Linked DNA regions of Mus musculus: regions 2, 3 and 4 are each linked to region 1. Evidence: chromatin contacts called from public ChIA-PET and promoter capture Hi-C data. All regions are on one chromosome and are shown on one strand. Each heading gives the region's core, a stretch centred on a gene start, on an enhancer-like site or on the middle of the called end of the contact. The rest is flanking DNA. Distances are from core to core; before and after follow the strand shown.

The links. Promoter capture Hi-C pulls out the DNA fragments that hold promoters and counts their contacts. ChIA-PET counts read pairs in DNA pulled down with a chosen protein or histone mark.
Region 2: a contact with region 1 is called in a promoter capture Hi-C map of erythroid cells, with 3 times the contacts expected there. The contact joins the promoter of Spc24 here to the promoter of Tmed1 in region 1. A contact is called at or near these places in 3 of 39 promoter capture datasets (erythroid cells, liver and neural stem cells), 1 of 115 datasets of contacts at active chromatin or transcription factors (memory CD8 T cells) and 1 of 9 other capture datasets (pancreatic islet).
Region 3: a promoter capture Hi-C map of neural stem cells shows a contact between it and region 1. The contact joins the promoter of Atg4d here to the promoter of Tmed1 in region 1. A contact is called at or near these places in 10 of 39 promoter capture datasets (the C10 cell line, the HPC-7 cell line, embryonic stem cells and 6 more), 1 of 484 Hi-C or Micro-C datasets (uterus), 1 of 115 datasets of contacts at active chromatin or transcription factors (astrocytes) and 3 of 9 other capture datasets (adipose tissue, liver and macrophages).
Region 4: an RNA polymerase II ChIA-PET map of memory CD8 T cells shows a contact between it and region 1, with 1,520 read pairs. The contact joins the promoter of Ilf3 here to the promoter of Tmed1 in region 1. A contact is called at or near these places in 17 of 39 promoter capture datasets (the 3T3-L1 cell line, the SN4741 cell line, cranial neural crest and 10 more), 8 of 484 Hi-C or Micro-C datasets (B cells, CD4 T cells, embryonic stem cells and 3 more), 13 of 115 datasets of contacts at active chromatin or transcription factors (CD8 T cells, the SCID.adh cell line, bone marrow-derived macrophages and 7 more) and 5 of 9 other capture datasets (adipose tissue, embryonic stem cells, liver and 2 more).

Annotation. Positions count from the first base shown.
Region 1 is chr9:21,508,633-21,511,657 of GRCm38.p6, reverse strand. Tmed1 (transmembrane p24 trafficking protein 1) reads left to right here and starts at 1,424. Exons shown (of 4, transcript NM_010744.4): 1 at 1,424-1,664; 2 at 2,307-2,404; 3 at 2,544-2,727. The coding sequence starts at 1,482.
Region 2 is chr9:21,758,715-21,761,739 of GRCm38.p6, reverse strand. Spc24 (SPC24, NDC80 kinetochore complex component, homolog (S. cerevisiae)) reads left to right here and starts at 1,437. Exons shown (of 5, transcript NM_026282.6): 1 at 1,437-1,621. The coding sequence starts at 1,462.
Region 3 is chr9:21,263,853-21,266,877 of GRCm38.p6, reverse strand. It overlaps Atg4d (autophagy related 4D, cysteine peptidase), which reads right to left and starts at 1,593. Exons shown (of 10, transcript NM_153583.10): 1 at 1,161-1,593; 2 at 56-139. The coding sequence starts at 1,395.
Region 4 is chr9:21,366,244-21,369,268 of GRCm38.p6, reverse strand. It overlaps Ilf3 (interleukin enhancer binding factor 3), which reads right to left and starts at 1,398. Exons shown (of 20, transcript NM_001042707.2): 1 at 1,170-1,398. Gm36198 (a long non-coding RNA gene) reads left to right here. Exons shown (of 3, transcript XR_870570.3): 1 at 1-678; 2 at 1,698-2,780.

The sequences.
Region 1 (3,025 bases), core at 175-2,674:
GGCCAGCCTGGTCTAGAGTTCCAGGATAGCCAGGGCTACAAAGAGAAACTGTTTAAAAAAAAAAAATAAAAGGACTTCAAGTACTTCAAGTACTATATTAAGCAGATATGGGGAGTGGACACCTTGTTTTATTCCTGATTGTGGAAATGTTCTGAGTTCTGTTTAGGCTGATGTTGGTTGCTGTAAATTACCTTTATTCTTTTGAGGTTTCTCTTTCTTTTTTTTTTTTTTTCCCCGAGACAGGGTTTCTCTGTGTATCCCTGGCTGTCCTATGTCCTGGCACTCACTCTGTAGACCAGGCTGGCCTCGAACTCAGAAATCCACCCGTCTCTGCCTCCTGCGTGCTGGGATTAAAGGCGTGCGCCACCACGCCCGGCTCAAGCTACTTTTCTTATATAGCTCATCCCCACCTGTCTAGGAAAGGTACCATCTACAGTGGGCTGGGTCTTCCAGCAACGTTGAAAATGCCCAACAGGCAATTCCTCAAGTGACACTCAACTTGCCAGATTATTTTGTCAAGTGAACAAGAGCTAAGCACACAGTGTTGTGTGTGTGTGTGTGTGTGTGTAGGTCAGAGGACAATTGCAGGAGTCAATTCTGACCTTCCACTATCGTAGCACATGGGGATTAAACTAAGGTCATTAGGTTTAGCAGCAAGCGCCTGTGTTCTCTGAGCCATTCAAAGCCCAAAATAGATTCCTTGATTTTTTTGCTGGTCTGGAACTATGTAGTTCCATACCAGTTCGAGAGGATGGCCTCGAACTCCTTCCACCTCCCGACTCAGCCTTTCAAGTACTGGAATACTGCATGTGTCAGCACAGATGCACGTGGACCTGCTGACCCAAAGGTTTGAGATGTATTGTACGCAGGCTGAGGCAGTATTCTACTCACCAACAAACATTCCACCACCCCCTTAGGGATGGTATAAGGTGTAAAGGAAAAGCAGTCGGGGGAGGCCATGCTCACTGAACTAACATCGCCAGAACTCCAATATTGGAATACTAGCACCTGGCATATCTGCCTGTCGCACCCGTCACACAAGTTGAGATCAGAATCCAACAAAGCCGCCGTCCTCGGAGGGCTACGCCTACACTTGATTGACCAATGGGCAAAAGCACCTTGAATTGGGGAAGGCAGAGAGCGGGCGGTGCCAAGGGAGGACCTGCAAACCTCCCCGTTTAGTCATCTTAATTGTTGCCTGTAAAGAAGTGCTTCACCATTTTTAGATTTGTCAGTGCCCCCACCAAATGCAGTGGTTGATATCAGACTTGGGTAGGTTTCACGAAGTTCGCAGTAGCGTTAGTATGCTTTCTAGCAGATTAGGCAATTACCAGGGCAGCTCCCCATCCTGGGGCCCTTCAGTCAGCATTCCGCGGCTTTGGGGTCGAACAGAAGCCGAAGCCAATGAGCTTTGCCGAAATAAGAGGTGGGCAGGACAAATCCTTAAAGGGTCCACGCCCCGTGAGTAGAGGGTGACCCGGATGATGGCGGCCGGCGCGGCCGTAGCACTGGCCCTGTGGCTACTCCTGCCAGCAGTAGGAGTGGGAGAGGCAGGGCCGCCGCCTATCCAGGACGGCGAGTTCACATTTCTGCTTCCCGCCGGGAGAAAGCAGTGTTTCTATCAGTCCGCACCGGCCAATGCTAGTCTTGAGACCGAGTACCAGGTGAGAGAGGGGGTCCCGGGCTCGGAATAGAGCAGGGCTGGGGGCGTGGCCAACAGGCGGGAGGGGCGGGGCAGAGGTGTGGCCAGAACGCTAATAGTCTTGCAGAGAAGGGGCATGCTCTGCTCAGAGCTCTTTGGGTTGGGTTCTAGGGAAGTTCCTGGCGGCTGTTGGGTAGGTTACGATTAAGTTAGCGGTCAGGTAGACAGCCACCTTAGACTACTCAAGGGCGTTGGCAGGGTGGTTGATAAAAGACCTCACGTGGATGTATCCATCTTAGGGACTGGGAAGAAACCTTGTAGGTGTGGATGGATGTTGGTCTTCAGATAGGCCCTTGGGGGAATCCAAATAGCTTGCTGGGTTAAAACAAAACAAAACAAAACAAAAACCGCTTGCTGCTAAACTACGACGACCCGAGTTTCCTAACTCTATGGTAGAAGTGCAGCTCTGACTAATCTCCCTCCACAGGCGCTACTCCTCTATCTCAAGCAAATACCTGGGATTTGTGGTTGTTCTTTTTTCTTCTTAAAGATAGGTTCTTGGTGATCTTACATGGGTCTTTCCCGGTTCGGTTTAACCCAGGCTTTCTGTGGCAGATAGGCTTGCACAAAGCTGCCAGTTCCCCAATTCTTACCTGCTCTTCAGGTGATCGGAGGTGCTGGGCTGGACGTGGACTTCACCTTGGAGAGCCCTCAGGGTGTGCTGTTGGTCAGTGAGTCTCGAAAGGCTGATGGGGTACACACGTGAGTGAAGTCCTGCCCTGCCTTGGTTCAGTTACAGCCCTGCAGCTCCCCAGTGGCCTCAGGTTACCATCCTACTGGTTCCACAGACCAGCTGGCTGGTCACTCCAGGGTCACGTCTATGTCTCATCTGTCTGCCCAGGGTGGAGCCTACTGAGGCCGGAGACTACAGGCTGTGCTTTGACAACTCCTTCAGCACCATCTCAGAAAAGCTTGTGTTCTTTGAGCTCATCTTTGACAGCTTCCAAGATGAGGAGGAGGTAGAAGGTTGGGCGGAGGCTGTGGAGCCAGAAGAGATGCTTGATGTCAAAATGGAAGACATCAAGGTGAGCTGGGTATGATGGTGCATGCTTAGAATCCCAGTTCTGAGGAGGCTGAGGCAGGATGCCAGTGAGTTCAAGACCAACCTTATTTACATAGCAAGCTCCCGTCTCACAAAACCAACAGAAAGGGCCGGGAATAATTGAGTTGGCAGAGCACTTACCTAGGACGCTCCCACAGCTGAGCCCCCACACCCAGCACTGCACACACTGGGTATGGTTCTCTTGGTCCTGAGGATCACAAGTTCAAGGTCATCCTTGGCTTGCACAGACTAGCAGAGTTTGGTGAAGTGGCTTGATAGGC
Region 2 (3,025 bases), core at 188-2,687, 250 kb before region 1:
GAGGCAGAGGCAGGCAGGTTCTGAGTTCGAGGCCAGCCTGGTCTACAATGTTAGTTCCAGGACAGCCAGGGCTATACAGAGAAACCCTGTCTCAAACCCCCCCCCCAAAAAAAAAAAAAAAAAGACATTGGATCTCACTACAGATGGTTGTGAGCCACCATGTGGTTGCTGGAAATTGAACTCAGAACCTCTGGGAAAGCAGTGAGTGAGTGCTCTTAACCGCTGAGCCATCTCTCCAGCTCTGGGGTATAGGTATTTAAGGAGACAGGGTTCACTTTGTAGTTCAGGCTGGTCTGGAATTCACTCAGCACTCTGGAGTCCCATGAATGGCAATTCCTCTTCCTTAGGCTCCTGATTCCTGAGCCACCATGCTCAGCTTCGGGGTTCACTGCTCTTGTTGCCCAGGCTGGCCTGGAATTTACCTCCATCCTCAAGCTCCCATCACCTGAGTGCTACATGCTAGATACATGCTAGACTCCTACTTAAAGATTTTATTTTATTTTATTTTTGAGACAAGGTCTCTATATAATCCTGGCTCTCCTGGAGCTTTATTTGTAGACCAGGCTGGCCTCAAACTCTGGGATCTGCCTGCCTCTGCCTTCCCAGAACATTGGATGCTCTTGTAGAGAACCAGGGTTTGGCTCCCAGCACCACATGATGGCTCACAACCATCCATATCTAGCTCCAAGTGGTCAGATGCCCTTTTATGACCTCTGCTGACACATACATACATGTAGGCAAAACGTTTACCCATACACATTAAAGAAAGAGAAATAAGCCTAAAAAATAGAGACTGGTGAATGATTGTGGTGGCATGTTCCTATAATCCAACCACTAGGAGGCAGAGGTAGATGGATCTCTAACAAAGAGCTCCTGGACAGCCAGTTCTACATAGTCTCAACATCTCACAGCTCACACATCCCAACCCCCGCCAAGAAAAAAATAAACCCAATGAATCCCAGTTTTATGTATAATTAATATATTCCTAAAGTAAACTAAAAAAAAAAAACAAGCAAAAATAATAAACCATCCGTTACATTGCCCTTCAAGCAGCGACTGATACCTGCAAATTTCTCTAAGAGTCGCGCAGCTTTCCAGTTTACGCATGCGCAACAGACTCCTAACGCCCTGGACTCTCCCCGGAGTTCATAGCCCGACAATCGACGCACGCGTACCAGGCCAATCGCAAACTGGCCACGTGTGACACGCCCCCCCCCCGCGCCGCCGCCCCCCCCCCTCCCCCGCCTACGATGATTGATCCTCACACCTGAGTGACAGAAGAAATTTCGCACAGGATCTCCACAAAATGGCCGCTCCTTCCGAAGCGCTCTGTCCCCTCGCTGATTGAGTCCTGCAGGAGACGGACGTAGGAACGATCCAATGAGACTTATGCGCTCTGGGGAGGGGGCGGGGCCCGTGGTGAGACGAATTTGCGCGGGTTCGGACTCGGCGCGATCAGTCATGGCGGCTTTCCGCGACATGGTGGAGGTGAGCAACTGGCTACTGAGCCTGCTGGGGGCCAACCGCGCCGAGGCGCAGCAGCGGCGGCTGCTCGGGAGCTACGAGCAGATGATGGAGCGGCTGCTGGAGATGCAGGACGGCGCCTACCGGCAGCTTCGGGGTGAGGGCCGGTCCCCTGCGCCCCAGCCCCGGGGGACTTCTCGGGGGGAGCTGGTACTCCTGGGCCTCAGTTTCCCCATCTGACAATTGCCATGGCTCAGAGGCGTCCAGATAAGTGTCATAGCTCACAATGCGCGACTCTATACGATCGTACTTCGTAGCTCAGGCGCCTTTGGAAGTCTTTATGATCCAGCCCCCACCTCCACTCCTGCTCGCCGTTCTTGAGGGTCTTCCGAGGGAGAGCAGTCACACCCGAGCCTTGATTTCTCCACCGGTGAAACCGTTGTCATGACAACGGTTGTCATCTAGGGACTTAAGCGTAATTAAATATAGAGTTAGCAGGGCACGACCCTTTATTAACTTTCCAGGACTCAGGCTTAAATGTAGCTCTGACTAGTAGAGAACTACTTAGCTGAGAAATTCAAAGAACCTTTCAGCTCCTCAGTGCCTTGGTCACAGGTGTGAGCAATCTCCCATCTCAGTGTCCTTCCCTGTCAAAGGTTTGTTTGAACTTTGTTTTGTTTTGTTTCAAGACAGGGTTTCTCTGTGTAGCCCTGGCTGTCCTGGAACTCACTCTGTAGACCAGGCTGGTCTCGAATTCAAATCCGCCTGCCTCTGCCTCCCAAGTGCTGGGATTTAAGGCATGCGCCACCACGTCCGGCCCTGGGAACATTTTTTAAAGTTTCGTGCCTTCCCAATAGACTTGTGAACAGAGCCTGCCGTGAGCTGGACCTCGGGTGACAGCAGGGAAGGAGTCCCTTGGTGGCTGGCATCCTACTGGAGAGGAGACAGGATAACATTTGTACTGCAGTGATGGGCTGAGGAGACAAATGCTTTCTATCATTAGGAGGGGTAACATGGGCGGGACTGGGGAGGGGTTTCTGCAAAGATATTGGGGGAAACCTGAAACTGTTGAGGGGGCAGGGATACACTTGACTGGCATGCATGAAACCCTGGGTTCCATGCCAGGCATGGCAGAATGGGCCTGTCAGACCAGTGTTCCAGAGACAAGCAGGAGGGTCAGGAATGGAAGGCTGGAAGGAATTCAAAGCAGCCTGATTGACAGAAGACCAAAAGTAAAATGAGAAGTTTTATCTCTGAGATTGTAGCTCAGAGAGAACACATGTGGCTACAGGAGGCCTTGGGAGCAAGCAGTAGTAATGAAGTAAAAACCTGAGGGCTGGCAGGATGGTTCACTGGGTAGAGACACTTGGTGCCTACCTGACGATGTTAAGTTTGATTCCTGGGAGCCAGGTGGTAGAACTGACCCCTGCAGCTTGTCCTCTGACCTCCACACGCAAACCTGCTGTTTCTTCTTTGAATGAGTCATTAGCGGCTTGAACATGTGCTCTTAGAATTTGGGAGACCGAAGCAGGAGGCTGCTGAGAATTCAAGGCTAACCTCA
Region 3 (3,025 bases), core at 344-2,843, 240 kb after region 1:
TCAAGGAGAACCCTAGGAGACTTCCCCTACCCTGGTTCCAGATTTGACACCTCACCCTCTCCCTCGAAATGGTAGCATCGCCCGCAGAGGTGAACAGTGGAGATCTTGCTGAAGCTGGTCCGGCTTTTAACTGCCCAACCTGGGGAAACATGGAGTAGCTCGCAGCAATTTAAAGCACTCAAGTATCAGCAATGGGTCTTCCATTCCCCAGTGTTGAACTGGGCCTGATCCTAGCTGAGATGTCAGGGCGGCGGCTCTGCAAAATCCATGCCACACCACATCTGTCTGGAACACAGGTGGGACTTAGTCACATCTTCATAAGGACCCACTATCAACCCAGGGCCGTTCTATTCTGACTGTTGGGTTTTGCTGTAAATCTATAAAGCACATTTTTATTTTGTGTATGTGAGCTTGTGTATATATGTGGACAAGCAAGCACCACAGTTTGGGTCTGGAGTATAGAACATTGACAGGAGTGGGGGCTCTCCTTCCACCATTGGGGTCCAGGCTGGAGCTGAGGTCCTTAAGCTTGGTGACAAATGCCTTTAACTACTGCGGCATCTCACTAGCCTTTTTCCAATTTTTTTTTAAAATATCCACTGGTGTTTTGCCTGCATGTATACCTGTGTGAGGGTGTTAGATCCCATGAAACTGGAGTTACAGACAATTGTGAATTGCCATGTGGGTGCTGGTAATTGTTCCTCTGGAGGAACAGCCAAGGCTGCTGAGCAGTCTCTCCAGCCCCCTGTTTTCCGATTTTTTGAGACCCAGTCTCATGAGGAGCTCAAGTCAGCCTGGAACTTATTATATAGTCCAGGATAGCCTAGAACTCTTGGTAAACCTCCTGCCTCAGCATCCCAAGTGCTGGGATTACAGGTGTGAACCAACATCTATTAACTCTGTTCATACTATTGCACCTATGTTACAGAGGGCAGTAAACAGACCGCAGGAAAGCAAGGTATTTGGCCAAGGTCAAACAGGTGCAATGGGCGGAGCTTGAAAACCTTTCCCATTTAACCTGCCCCACGTCCAGGACTGGGAAGGGCGGAGGACCTGCTTGTGACTCCTCCTGGATGGGCTCATCCACAGGACAGGGTAAAGGTTTGGTTTCTTTTGCTCTGACCCCTCTGACACCCTTGACCAGTGCACCCCCTCCTCACCATACTTGACGTTGTTCCAGGCTGTCAGGAACTTGGCTTTGAACTTGTCCACCTCGTCGGGCTCGGCGGGGTCTGTCCCAGATGAACCGAGAGCTGCCACTCCGGACCCCGAAGGTCCCAGGTTGCTAGGATCCGGGATACGGGTTTGTCCCCTCGGCCGGCGACAATCGGCCCGGCGCGCGTCCTCCGAGCTCCCGCTGCGGTACTGCGCCGCAGCCGGCGACACGGAGTTCATGGACCCGCCGGAGAGGAAGGACGCAGGTGTCCCCGAGGTCCGGGGAACTGCGAACGCTCGGGAGCAGCCCCGCGGCCAGCACAGTGTTACTCTATACTCAGAGCCGGGCTCCCGGGTCCGGCTCTGGCCGCAGCGGATACCCGGGCTCCCACAGCCAGCGCCATCTTGGTGGCCCAGAGCACCCGGATACGGTGGGCTTGGCTAGCGAGCAAGCCACGCCCCTGTACAGTCCGCCTCCCTTGGACTCACCACACCCTCCTAATCTCACCGCGCAGGCGCAAGCGCGTCCCTGGGGGCCCTTATCTCAGACCAATGGGTCAGAGCCGGAGAAGCCACGCCCATTTACAGCCCTTTCTCAAGCCTTGCACACCCTTGTTCTGAATGACATCTCAAGCTGCGGACGCCGGACCTTCTCTCGCTCAAAAGTGCAGATTTCCCCGCCCTGCCACTCAAATTCCACTGCATTGAAGGTCCCATGTTCTGGGTGCGATACATGGGGCTTGTCGTGCCTGTGGAGATCTCGTAAGAGCCAACTCAGGTTCCTAGACAGCCAGCACCTTTATCGCATCTTTATCCGCTGAGCCATCTGAAGGGCCTTTCCAATGTTTTGAGACAAGCTCTCACTTAGACCTGACTCTCCTAAGGAGAATACATTCCGACTATTCAAGTCCTGCTTAGGCACACGAGCTCCGTTCACGCCCAGAACACATGCCCCGACCTGCAGTGAAATTGGAGAGCCCAGGCAGAGAACCCACCCTGGAGCTCAGGCTGGCCTCCAACTCATGGCTGCCCGCCTGCGTCAGCTTCTTTAGTGCTGGGGTACTCAAAGACTGAGCACACTGGCGATGGAGCTGAGTTGGTAGAGGGCCTAGCACACGTGAGGCCCTGTGTTCTATTCCCTGAAACCCAGAAACTGAGTGTAGTGGTGCATGAAACCCAAGTCTCTGAGGCAAAGGCAGGGGCACAGGCCCCTCCTCTGTTGTGCAAGGCGTTTGAAACCAGCCTGAGCTTCATGAGAACGAAAGAGACTGTGAACACAACAGAGTTTATCAACCCAGAACAGATGTCACCCTGGGGATGTGACTATCCCTGACCCATTGGTGCCCCATTGGTCATGATTCTCAGTGCCTCAGTTTTCTCCTGAGCAAAATTTGAGGGAGTTATCTGTAAGACTATAAAAGGAAAACGAGGGCTGGTGAGATGGCTCAGTGGGTAAGAGCACCCAACTGCTCTTCCGAAGGTCCAGAGTTCAAATCCCAGCAACCACATGGTGGCTCACAACCATCCGTAACGAGATCTGACTCCCTCTTCTGGAGTGTCTGAAGACAGCTATAATGTACTTCCATATAATAAGTAAATAAATTAAAAAAAAAAAAAAGGAAAACGATTTTGGCATTTTTTTTAGTGAATCTTTTTTATTTATTTATTTATTTTATTTTTATGAGAACGCTGTCGCTGTCTTCAGACACACCAGAAGAGGGCATCAGAATCCATTACAAATGGTTTTGAGCCACCATGTGGTTGCTGGGGATTGACCTCAGGACCTCTGAAAAAGCAGCCAGTGCCCTTAACTGCTGAGCCATCTCTCCGGCCCCAATTTTGGTATTTTGAGACCCTATCTTATGTAGCC
Region 4 (3,025 bases), core at 149-2,648, 140 kb after region 1:
AGGCTGGTCCAAATCAGCAAAGAGAGACTGATACAGCGCCCAGCTTTGCCAAGGCCAGCCTGGCACTAATCACCAGCCTCCAATCTGGACTGCAGACTTCTAGACAGCCAAAATATCTAGGGTCTGCCGGGCGTGGTGGCGCACGCCTTTAATCCCAGCGCTTGGGAGGCAGAGGCAGGCGGATTTCTGAGTTCCAGGACAGCCTGGTCTACAAAGTGAGTTCCAGGACAGCCAGGGCTATACAGAGAAACTCTATCTCGAAAAATCAAAAAAACAAAACAAAACTAGGGCCTGCAGATCCCATTCACATACCTCAGCAACCAGGAGCTACCACAACATGTCAGCTAAGGGTCAAAGACCTCTCAGCTCTACTGGACAAGAGCAGTGGTACCTGCAGTGGCCTTTCTCCTTTGCTGCTGTTCCTCACACTTCATTTCGCAGGCTGAGTGACTGCACTAGCTACCACTCGTAGAATAGTGGTAGAACTCTATAATCAACCAGCAGAGTATCCCACCCACAGAAACCTGAGGGAGAACCACGAAAGAAGTCCTACATGTCTCCTTTTCCAGGGACCCTGTTCAGGACCGTGTTCAGGACAAAGAAGACATGTTTCCCGCCATAGGAACTGGGATGAACCTGGCATCCTCCTAGAAGCCAGGGATGTACCTGAACAAAGAGGTAAAGCGGGTAAAGGAAGGAGATTTTCCCTTCTGCGCCGGCTGGGATGCTCTAGATATGAGGGGGTGTGTGCTCCAACACGTGCGCGCGTGCGCGAGGCCAAAGCAACAGACAAAAGCTCGGGCTGGGGGAAAGTAAGCGGCCCGTGGAGAGGGGAGAGTACCACAGTGCGTGCGCACCCCCCGGGGGCAGCGCCCAGGCCTGGGCCGAGGGGGCCACGAAGGGGGGAGAATGGATGCGCGCGCACGGGGGCACTGCCTCCGCCATTTTGTTTCCTCGGCACAATGGGGGAAGAGTAACGGCCAAGCGCGGGAGCGAGGCCGGAGGAGGAAGGAGCGAGACGCTGAGAGATGGAAGAGCCGAGCGAAGGGGAGGGTCGGCGGGATGGCAACAGACCTGTCACTAGCGTCCTCTTGGCCCAGCCATCGCTGACAAGTGGGAGAACGGGAGGGGGGAGGGGCGGAGGCGGGAGACGCCACATTGCCACTTACCTTGCCGGTGTTCCCGTCCTTCGCCTTCAGGCGCCGCCGCCCTCCTGCCACGAGCCTTCCGGAGTCTTCACAACCCCCCTCAAAAAAAAAAAAAAAAGCCACGCGGTTTTCGCCGGGGCTGCTTCAGTCCCAACTGCAATGGCGAGAAAAGGAGGAGGAGGAGCCGGGGACCGGGGGCGAGCGAGCGGGCGGGCGGGCGCGCGCCGGGGAGGTGCAGGGCCACGTGACTGGCAGCGGCCCGCCCCCGCATCACGTGGGCGATCCACCTAGGCCCAACCCCCAGTAGGCGGGTGAGACGAAAGGGGCGGGGGAGGGCACATCACGTGACGTTGACTTAGCGACTGGGTCTGTTGGCGTGACGTCAACGTCGGGCCAGTTCTCTCACGGGTTTGGTCGGCCACGTGACCGTGGTTGGCTTCGCTTCCATCACGTGACAGGCCTTTCTTGTTGTTTCTTGACTCGTTTTCACTATTGGTAGACCCGAATCACCTGACGGGAGCCCATCCATTTCGTTTGTTTTTTCCAAAGGCGGTTTTTTCCGAGCGACCGTTATCACGTGACGCAATGGAGCAGGGGTGGGCCCTTCTGACGACTCCAGTTCGTGTGCGTTCCTGGGAGTGCGCGTGCGCCATGATTCGAAGTCAGTCTCCGTACCTTGATCCACACTGCATTGAAAGACTGGCACATGCGGTTGTCAACACTGGTCCAGGGCTCCTACTCACGCTGTCAGGCTGCTGAGCCATCTCACCGTTCCTCATTTTTGTATTTTTGAGATACAGTTTTGCTATTTTACCCACACTGGCTTTAAACTCGAAGATTCTGCCTCCACTTTGATATCGCTAGATTACAAATAAGACCATGTCACTAGGCAACTGAGGGTTTAATAGATTGCCCCTGTGTTAAGAGTGCTTAGCGCCGGGCAGCCGTAGCGCAGGCCTTAATCCTAGCACTTGGGAGGCAGAGGCAGGAGGATTTCTGAGTTCGAGGCCAGCCTGGTCTACAAAGTGAGTTCCAGGACAGCTAGGGCTACACAGAGAAACCCTGTCTCGAAAAAAAAAAAAAAGAAAAAGAGTCCTTAGCATAGGAGGCCGTGGGTCAGACCCCCGTACCACACACACAAAACAGGCAAATTCCAGGCAAGGATGAACAGAACAAAGCTCTCAAACTCCCAGGTCCGGAGCTCTTCATATCTGGTGTCCATCTATAGGGATTTATTGCTGCTATCAGAGTTGGTGTCTGGCTTTTTTTCTTCCTTCCTAGGTTTTAGAGACCTACCTCACCAAAGTCTGAACTTGAGGAAAAAGTTCTAAATGAACCCATTTGTAGGAGACCTGAGGTGCTTCTGATCTGGAATACGCTCTAAATGACACACCTGTTCTAACAGCGCCGCCAAGTGGTAGACATGGTTAATACGGTTTGCCTGAGGGTTTTCAGATGGATTTTTAATTCCTTTTTTTAATGTGTTTAGTGTTTTGACTGCGTGTATGTCTGCAACAGGTTGTGTCTGTGCATCACATATGTGCCAGGGTCCACTGAAAGTCAGAAGAGAGTGTTGAATCTTCCAGAACTGGAGTTACTTCTGAGGCGCCTCCCCAGCCCCTGCAGACAGACGTTAGTAAACTATTTTTTCTTTCAGCCTTTCTCAGTGTCTGTCTGTATGTCTGTCTGTCTCTCTGTCTTGTCTGTCTGTCTCTTTCTCCGCGCGCGCGCGTGTGTGTGTGTGTGTGTGTAGCCACACGCTGTATGAAGGTCAGAGACATTTCTATTTTTGTCTTTATGTGAGATCCCAAGGATGAACTCAGGCTGATTATCTACACCCAGGTAAAGAGCAGAGCATGGTAGTGTACAACTGTAAC